Linked DNA regions of Sus scrofa: region 2 is linked to region 1. The links are chromatin contacts, called in public Hi-C maps. All regions are on one chromosome and are shown on one strand. The core of a region is the stretch at or near the end of the contact, and the rest is flanking DNA. Distances in the headings are between cores, read along the strand shown.

Region 1 (4,903 bases), core at 802-3,301:
TCACTGGAGCATAGAAATCCGACTTGATTGCATTTGGGTATGGGAGCATCATCTGTGGTGAAGGTTCAGGTGCAGCTTCAAAGAGCCTCTGGGAGTTCCCATCGTGGCGCAGTGGTTAACGAATCCGACTAGGAACCATGAGGTTGCGGGTTCGAGCCCTGCCCTTGCTCAGTGGGTTAACCATCCAGCGTTGCTGTGAGCTGTGGTGTAAGTCACAGACGCGGCTCGGATCCCAAGTTGCTGTGGCTCTGGCGTAGGCTGGCAGCTACAGCTCCGATTAGACCCCTAGCCTGGGAACCTCCATATGCCTCGGGAGTGGCCCAAGAAATGGCAAAAAGAAAAAAAAAGAGCCTCTGATCAGTCAGGTTGGGAGGCCCACGCAGGAAGAAAGGAACAGTGGGGACATTTACAGGTGTGTATGTCCCAGAGTCACAGTTAAGTGTTTTCTAGTCACTCTTTTGGCCAAATCACTTAGCGCTTTTCAAAGAAAACCAGCTTAAGCCTTGTTGCCTTTGACTTCTCTCCCTTGAAACTGCTGCTTCTGGCCCCAGGCCCCTCTCCTCCTCTGGGGCTGGGGGCTCCTTGGATTTCTGGGAGTCCTGAGACCACAGCTACCCTGGGAGTGACGAGATCAGTGATGGTGCTTGGCTGCTGACCTCATCCCTGCCAGCTGCCAAGGGAGCAGACGTGGGCAGGGCCGGACAGCAGGGCTTATGGTTCTGAGGTTATGTGGTCTCAGCTGGTCCTATCACAGCACATCCAGGCTGTTGTCTGGAAGGGTAGGAAATAGGAGGTGATGCATTGTAGGCGAGAAGTGGGGAGCCTGGAGCTGGCTACAGGAGCTTCTGCCTCCCCTTGGCCAGCCCAAGGGCACAGCCAGCACAGAGCAAACCAGAACCCAGGGACAGACAGGGATTCTGGCCTTCTTTCAACACCTGCATCCACGTGGGCCTGGAGTCCTGGATGCAGAGATGTGGACTTCTCCCAGTTTGTTCCAGGGCCACTCTAGCTGGGCTTCTGACCCTGGTTACCAAGAGCATCCAGGGCAGAGGAGAGCTGGCCTTGGCCCAGCTTGGGGGTCAGGGTGAGATCTGCAGAGTGTAGAGAGCAGGGCAGTGAGCAGGTGGGGGGCCACACCTGTTCTGCCAGCGCCCAGGCAAAGGAGCAGCAGTTCTGAGACTGCTTGGAGAGAAAGCTGACACACCCATTATGCAGTCACACAGCAGGTTTGCTGGGGAACCTGCAGGTGCCTCTGGGCACAGGCACACAGACACACAAAGAAACACACACACACACACACATTTCAAAAATGTGCAGCTCTCCTCTCAAAAAAGTATACGCCTCTTGACCTAGAAATTCCACTTCTGGGAAGCTGCCCTAAGGACAGAATAAAGGATGTGTGCCAAGACTCCCCGTCAAGGAATTTCCCTGCAGTGCAGCTCGTAATAACACACAGTTGGCAGCAGTCAGGATTCCACTAAGGGAGTGGTCAGGCCCTCAAACCAAACTCGGCTGTTAACTTCCATGGGGAGACAAGCCTTGTTTACTGTAGACTGAGAAAGGGAAGCAGCTTGCAAACGGTCTTCACCCTCTGAAGACATTTGGGTAAAATAAGTCTGCATCAGCAAGGACTCGAGGAGTTGGGTCTGGGTGTGATCAAGGTGGTTTCTGAGTTGGGAGGATTGTGGCTCTTTCTGATCCCTTAGGAATCCAGGCTTGCTTTGTGTGAGAGGAAAAATAAACCCAGTTTTGAAAAGGAATGTGCATTCTGCACACACAGCCCCTCCTCCTCCCGTGTGTGACAATGAGGTCTGAATAAGGATGAAGATCGCAGGTGGCTCACAGAGGCAGGAGGCTTGGGCGGCTTCTGGGACGGATGTGCTGTCACTCTGCAGGGACAGGGCAGCTGCCTGAAGGGTGAGGAGCCAGGTCAACTCAGGTGAGAACAGTCTCGAGACAGAGAAAGCTGGGAAAGGAGCAGAACAGAGCTCACAGTGTGCGACTGTGTGAACAGTTCTGTGCAAACATAAAAATGAGCCACCTCTAGGGGGACCCACAGGAGTCCTAACAGCCCTGCCTGGGAGAGGCTGGGAGGGTCAGGGTGGGAAAAGGGAGGCTCACCTTAGCTGCAGACCCATCTGCACCTTGAATCACAACTGGCATGTGTTCCCTATTTGAAAGCATAGTTTACACAAAGAAAAAGGAAGCACGCTTAGCCTAGCTTATGTCCCAACACACAGACATGGGAGCACTGGCCAGCAGGCCCTCTCCGGCCTCACCACCAAGATCATCCTGAGGCCTCTGGGCCTTGTCCCTTGGTGGGGCCGGCAGGTGTGAGGGGCTGTGGGCGGCTGGGCTCTGTCTCTTTAATTCCTCTGGCTGAGACACCAATTTTCTGCTAGGCTGGCCTGGCTGCTGCAGGGCTGTTTCTGCTAACAAACTGCACGGAGGAGCAGAGCAATTAGGCAATTAAACTGTTTTAAATGGAATTTAGAGCCCTAATGTTTCTCTGGGAGGGTGGCCTCTGGGCCTCACCTCTGCCCTGTGTGGGGGATGGGAGAGCAGAGGGGTGCAAGGGCAGGGCTGGTAACAGACCCCCAGAGATGGACACTTAGACCTGCGGCCCCGTGGACAGGCCTGGCTTGTCCCTGCCTCTTCCCATGCACTCACATTTTCAATCAACACCCACCACATGCCACACACTGTCCGGGCCCTGGGATCCACGAAGTCCTTGTCCTCAGGAGCAGGTCAAGGAAGCCGATTCCAGGATGAAATGGGAAGGTAGGAAAGGGAACAGGTGGGGGATGCTACCAGCAAGTGTGGTCAGGCCTCTTCAAGGAGGTCACATGCCTGTTATATGAGACCAGGGATGGGAAGATGCAGACATAGAGCTTTCCAGAAAGTGGGAACAGTAAGTGCAAAGGCCCTGAGGTACACCCAATATTGGCTAATTTAGGCAAAACCAGAGGTTAATATGGCCAAAGCATGGAGTTGGGAGGAGTTGGGAGACTGGCTGGGGCAGCCTGTGCACCGACTCCATCTTGAAAGGCTCAGAGCAACCTTGAGGAAGGGGCATGTTACCCATATCTGTGCCAAGAGGAAAAGGGACTTGCCTGAGTCACCCAATGGGATGAGCAAGACTGCTCGGCCTGAAGCAGAGCCCCAGGTGCTCCGAGCTTCCTGTGACCACAGGGCTTTCCCTGACAGAAGGAGCAGGTGGTCCCCAGGGCAGGGCAGGGGTGGGGAAGCACAACTACTGAGTGAGGAGGAGCTTTTGTTCTTTGTCTTTTTTAGGGCTGCACCCAAGGCATATGGAGGTTACCCAGGCTAGGGGTCAAATCGGAGCTGTAGCTGCTGGCCTGCACCACAGCCACAGCAATGCCAGATCCAAGCTGTGTATGCAACTTACATCACAGCTCATGGCAACGAGGGATCCTTAACCCACAGAGCAAGGCCAGGGATTGAACCTGCATCCTCATGGATACTAGTCAGATTCATTTCCTCTGAGCCACGAGGGGAACTCCAGGAGGAATGTTTTAACTGAACGATCTGGCCAGGAATAACCTCCTTGTAAGATGGTGAGTTTCCTATCCTGGGAGATATTTAAGAAAACTCAGGTTGAGAGGGTTTTATAGTGGGTACTCTAGTGTTGAACAGGTGGAACCATGGGGTCAGTAGTTTCCAGCTGGCCTGGGGGCCATCCTGTGTGCCAGCCTGCATGTGATGCCTGGCAAGGCCCTGACCTCTCCGGGCTCCATCCTTGGCTATAAAAAGGAAGCAACAGTGGTATTTGCTAGGCTCGTGCAAACACTAGAACAGTGCCTGGCTTGTGGCACAGCCTGTGCTGGGGAAATGCTGTATTATTTCTTTTGATTGGAAAACTTCTAAAACATGTTTATGATAAAAATAAGTACAGAAAATGTGAATCCAACCATCCAAAGGATCAACAATGAAGGGTGGTCCCCCTCTCCCAGAGGCCACTGGGATAGCACTTTGTGGGAGGGGGTTGCCTTCCAAAGCTACTACACACATCAGGGGATGCGCCTTCCCCTCAAGCTGTAGCGTCCTCCACACTCTTCTGCATTTGGCTTCCTTCCTTCATTCCACTAAAGCCATACACACTGATTTTAAATTTCTGAGTAGAAAATATATTCTCACAAGGTTTCAAAGTTCCAGTGCTCTCCCCTGTACCTGCCTGCCACTACACACTGACATGGCTTCTTAGGGATTTTCCTAGTGTTTCTTTAACAAACACTCAGCTCTACATGCTGGTTTTCTCCCTTAATGTCCTATCTGCAGAGTTCCCTGAATCTGCCATTAACTGGAGGGAGTATCTCTGTTCCTGGACCCTGGTTGCTATGATTTCACCATCACACACACAGCAGCAGTGGCTCCTCTGACGTAATTTAGGCAATGCGTCATTTCTTGGTACCTGGCTTGCCTCCAGGTCCACGGGTGGCAGTGGGCTACTAGGTCAGAGGATAACCCCACTGGACAAACAGTATCCCCTGGGAAGAGGACATGGCAGGGGCCTGTTTCCACAGTGGTGGTGCCAACTTTGTGTGTCTGTACACGGTGAGGTGCATCCTGACAGGGAAGGAGGGTAACTCAGTACCCTTAATTCCTGTTTCTCCTGTCACACGTGAGGTCAAACCTTTGTCACCTTGGTCAGGGCTTTTCAAGTTATTTTTTTTGCTGCACCCATGGCATGTGGAAATTCCTGAGCCAGGATCAAATATGCTCGAGCCACAGCAGCAACCCAAGCCACTGCAGTGAAAACACCAGATCCTTAGCCCACTGCACCACAAGGGAATTCTGTTTCTTAAAAAAAACCCTGTCTATTCATATTTTCTGCCTTTTTTTTTTTTTTTTTTGCTTTTTAGGGTCACGCTCATGGCATGTG
Region 2 (4,903 bases), core at 854-3,353, 550 kb after region 1:
CAGCCCTGCTGCCCTTCTCCGGACACAAGCAGGTTACCAGACTCAGACAAACAAGAACTCTGATCAGTCGAGGTCCAGGGAGGCAGACGGGGAGGACACTGCACCTAGTGCGCCTGTTGCATGCCCAGCACACGATCTCTTGTGCTGGCCTCACAGGCCCACCGGCCTGGCCACCATGCACTCCCCTACTTGGCTGACCAGCTCACAGTCCTCCCTGCTGGTCCCCATGCTCCCCATGCCAGCTCTCCACCCCACTCTCCAGCTCCTCCACCAGGAAAGCTCCAGCCCCACATTCGCTGGTCACTTCCTTACTTGGCTCTCGAACATCACTACCCCATACAAAACAGCACCCTGACGGACCCTCAGGGGTGACAAACCTGTTCTGAAACTGTGGAGAGGCAATGGCTCCACAAGAATGTCAACTCAGGAAGTGCACTGACTTAACTTTAAAATGTGTTGCATGAACAGGACTCAGTGAAAAGAGAAAAGCACACCTACCCTCCGCTCCTTACACCAGCCTGGCTTGCTTCAAGATGCTCACCACCTGACTTGTTCTCCATGGGCCTGCTGTGTGCCTGCCACCCAACACAGCTCTACATGGGTAGGAACTGCGAGCTCACATCAGCAAACATGGGATGCTGCAGCCGCCCAACAGTGAGCCCTGAGGGGGCGTGGGTGGAGACAAACAGCCTGCCTGCTGCCAAGCCCTCGGCCACTGCAGCCACCCTGACAGTGGCCCCTGAGGAGACTCAGGGTGGGAAGACAGGATGCAGGCCCCAGAGAGCTGAGCTGCACATCACAGGAATGACGTCGGTGAGCCCTGACTTGCCTCTTTCCACACTCAGAAAAGCGTTGCATTCCTTAACCTGAAACACCTGGTTTTCTTTTATTAACAGGGATCTTTCAATGCTCTGCTAACCCAGTCTTTTGTTACAAAATCTCCTGTATATTCTGCTCCCGCAGCCTCCTCAGAGCCATCTCAGCCTTATCTGAGATGCTGTGTCCCACGCTTAAGTCCTCAGAATGTCCACCCAATAAAACAGAACTCTCACCTTATAGGTTGGGCTTTTTTTTTTTTTTTTTTCAGTCAACAGAACTCTGTCCCGTCCATGAGGCGCCCCAGTGCCAACACAGAAAGCACAGGACAGCGGTGTGCTTGCAGGGACAGGGGAGTGTACGACGTCGTAAGAGGGAGAGACGGCAACTTTGGGCCTTCCAGCCTACGTGCATGCCTGACAGCATGGCAGGGCCCTGGGTTTGCCAAGGGGACACAACGCGAATGAAATGGGAGACACTAACTCCATGGCCGGCAGACTTACACCCCAGTGGGAGGAGGCCTCACAGAAAAGGATGAGGGTAAAGAGGTGCCACCCCCACCCCCCACCCCCCTACACAACACACAAGGATGCTGGTTCTCCAGCAGCCCAGAGGGTCTTCTGCAGACAAAGAGAAGCAATATAATCACATTCATCTTCCTCCTTTTACAAAAACTATTGATTCTCAGAAGAAAGCGTATTTAACAGAACCAACAGAGGCTTCTGCTGCCTTTGCATCCCCCTTCTTCCCTTCCCCTCCCCACCCCCTGCCCCAGATTCCAGTGCACGGAGGGGGTGGGTGAAGCAGAGGGTGGCTGGTCATGCCTGGAGGGACATCACCTGGAGCCCTCTCCCCTGAAGCCTGTGAAACAGGATTGGGCCTGGTGAGAGACACAGGCGGAGCACCCAGCTCAGGACCCAGCATTAGGAGGCGTGGCATCTACAACACACAACCTGGGTGTGCACACCTGTCAGATGCACCGCAGCACCTAATACCTGAGCAGTTCATAGCTACAAGGTCCAAGTGATACTTCGTTTCCATTTCACATATTTAATGACAACAAATTTTAATACAGAGTTTATGAATAAAAGGAATGACCAGTGTTCTTTTTTTAAACTAAGGGAATGTTCCATTTTTCTCCCAAGCCACACAAATATTTCTGCATTTCATGAGACAGTTGTGCCTACCTGTCAGGCCTAAATAATCAGGCTGCCAAAAAAAGAGCTACAGCAACTCAAATCCAGATTCAGTGCGGAACCCCTGAGGAGCGCAGTGAGACCTCGACATTTCAAAGAACGTGTGAGAGACGCCTCCCCAGGCCAGTGTGCAGCAGGGCCTCAGAGACAACCCCATGGCCAAGGGGGCCTGAGACACATGCCAAGGGGTTCAGAAGGCACACCAGCTCAGGTCTCTGGACAGGAGTGCGACGTCATCTGGGCCTCATACCCCTACTTAGCAATAGGACTGAGCGAGATGGGTTTGAAACCTGTTCCCAGCTCCAAAGATCCACTGTGTACATCCCTGGCTACCGAGGTAGGACACCGTGTACTGGCCAGCACAGACGCTGCAAGAGCTGCCTCAAGTCACTCCCCCCAGAACTTCTTCTGACCCTGACCCTCCTCAACTCTGCCCCGCTCCACCTGTTCCCGACAAGCCATCCTCCACCTTCTCCGTGAAGGCTCTGACCCCCTGCAGACTGCCTTCCCCAGGGGTCTAGAATATGACCCCTCCCTACCTCCCCGACAAGAGGCCAGACCCAGGAAGACTGGCAGCAGCCTTACTTCCTCCTGGTGGCCATGTCCTCATCTGCCACCAGCTGCTTACCTGGGGCCCTTCCAAGGGATGGCCTCTAAGACCAGAAGGCTGCAGGTGCCTTCCTCCACCTCTTCTAACGTGACCTTCTAGAAAAGGTGGAGGGTGGACGCTGTGGTGGCTTCAAACAGAACTCATGTGAGGTGCGTCATCCTTGAGGAGAGCGGCCTGGGGGCTCTGGAAGCACTGACACAGGCAGAAACCAATTCACCCTGAGAACCAGTGGGGTGGGCACACAGGACTGGCACTTGGGCAGGTGAGCAGCCTGCACTAGAGGAAACCCCAGGGAGAATGTCCCTGCACAGGCCAGCCTCCTTGCCCCAGCTCCTCGTCCACCAACAGTCAGCACCTTACTAGGAGATCAGCCCAGGATGGGGGCCACTGGGTGCCCTGGCACAACCATGCACGGCAGTATGGACACTCCCTGTGGCCGGGTGCTGCTCCATCCCCAGGAGGGAACAGCACCGGAACATGTCACTCCAGCCCCACAACCACTCCGAAGAAGGCACTTCTGTCCCGTGATCCAGATGGGAACACCAACACCCAGAGACACGTCACAGAGGCCACACAACTGGCTTAGGTAACAGACGGGATGCTTTGCATTTTTCTACAACTCAGTACCTCCCTCTTAGGTCTGTTCAGACTATGACTCAGAGACCGCGCTATTTGCCCTGACTACTTCACGGACTGACTTGATTAGGTTCCTGCCTTTACCTATAAGCGGAGGTTAAAACCCAGCACCCTGGTGCTGCTACTGTGCACTCTCCACCTAGAATCTGTACAGCACCTTCAGGGCAGCAACCCCTGCCTCCTACCCCTCAGGGAGGTGTCCCAGGGAGCTCCCGGCCGCCCTACTGATCTCCCAGGTGGCCCTAGTCTGGGAGGGCTGGCACCTGAAGCACCAGCATGCAAGCCCCTGCCTCCACCCACTGGTGGGGAAAGGTAGCCCATGAAGGCTCTGGGCAGGGTGCCTGTCAGCCAGAAAGAGGAGAAAGGCAAAGGGAGGTGGGAGTGGGCTGATCTCCACCTGGGAGAAGAAAGCCAAGGCCCCACTAGCACCCAGAGACTCCGCAGGCTCTCCTGGAAGCTGCTTCCACCAAGCCCACTGGTGTCGACACACACCCCACCCCAGTGGCAGCCAATGGCCTGCGAGGCACAGCTATGGCAGGCATGCGGGCGGGCTGCAGCACGCTTGGGTACGCACCCTCTCCCCGGAACACACGCACCCTGCAAGAAGGCCTCCTCCTCTGCCTCCAGCAAAACCGACCAGGGAAGTCGGCCAACTTGAGGTTCCTTAAACCCGACAGCTATTCGCCAGGGACGTTTCAGCCATCACTGTTAGCCAGTTTCTCTGGGCCCTGACAAATCCCACAGCTGCCCAAACAGCGGTGTCCGAATCTGCTGTTTTTCCAAAGGGACCCGAGGATGAGGGACAGTACGCTAGCCCCTGGGAACCCTATCTCCCCTCCCGCCTGCCAATCAGAAGGGGTCCACGGACTCTGGCCTTGCCCTCAGCACCTGGCAAGGAAAGCAGCAACATAACCTGCTCCAAAGCACAGCAGCCTGTGGCTGGGAGCCTGGGCCCAGCCTGTCAGGAAACCCCAATGCTTCCCATCTCTCATCTAACCCCATGGATCTTCATGCACAAGCATCAGAGACTTTATGGGTTAGAATACACAGAAGAGGGGAGCCCTGACCCAGGCAGCTGGCGTCCCATCCCACTGGGCAGCCCCTCGGGCTCTGCACCAGCCCCAGGCAGCACCACCAAGGTAAGCCTGTGGCACAGACACAGGTAAAAGCCTAGGTTGCCCAGCGGGAGATGGGACAGGAGCAGGTCAGGCAGGTCAGGGGCCTCTGGAGCCCTCAGCTAGATCCCCCCTCAACAGCACTTGTCCTGGGCAAGGGCCTCCCGCCTGCCCAGGCCTCTCCAGGCCAGCAAGTGGCTCAGGACTGCCACCTCGTGGCCCAACTCGCAGGACAGGAAGAGGCTCCTTTACCAAGGGCAGCAGCCACAGCTGCCATCCTTCTGCTCCAGGCTTCAGGGCCAGCAGGACAGGTGGGCGTGAGGGGTGGTGGAGGCAGCCGTGTGCCAAGCACCCCCTGAGCACCTTCAGGGATTTTCTCAGGACTCTACAGACAATCTAGGGACCAGGACAACCAATGCCCCCCTTTACTGGGAGGGACGATGACAGATAAAGCGACCACCAGGGAGAACAGCCAGGATGAAGGACAGGTCCCAGGCAGTCTGGCTCCTACATCCAGGCCAGGCCACAGC

What was found. A called contact is a pair of places that touch in the nucleus more often than the background predicts.
Region 2: a contact with region 1 is called in a Hi-C map of omental adipose tissue, with 2.1 times the contacts expected there. The contact joins two enhancer-like sites. A contact is called at or near these places in 15 of 47 Hi-C or Micro-C datasets (alveolar macrophages, embryonic fibroblasts, fetal skeletal muscle and 9 more) and 1 of 2 datasets of contacts at active chromatin or transcription factors (alveolar macrophages).

Annotation. Positions count from the first base shown.
Region 1 is chr13:72,672,885-72,677,787 of Sscrofa11.1, forward strand. No RefSeq gene overlaps it. Among named protein-coding and RNA genes, the nearest start is that of TPRA1, 14 kb to the left of the region's middle. Within about 2 kb of position 2,052, at least 26 of the 83 cell types and tissues checked have an H3K27ac peak or open chromatin away from gene starts, as enhancers often do. A contact at or near this core is called in mesenteric adipose tissue and omental adipose tissue, where this site is marked.
Region 2 is chr13:73,223,653-73,228,555 of Sscrofa11.1, forward strand. The region is part of intron 4 of CHCHD6 (MICOS complex subunit MIC25); the gene reads right to left. Among named protein-coding and RNA genes, the nearest start is that of CHCHD6, 37 kb to the right of the region's middle. Within about 2 kb of position 2,104, at least 14 of the 83 cell types and tissues checked have an H3K27ac peak or open chromatin away from gene starts, as enhancers often do. A contact at or near this core is called in mesenteric adipose tissue and omental adipose tissue, where this site is marked.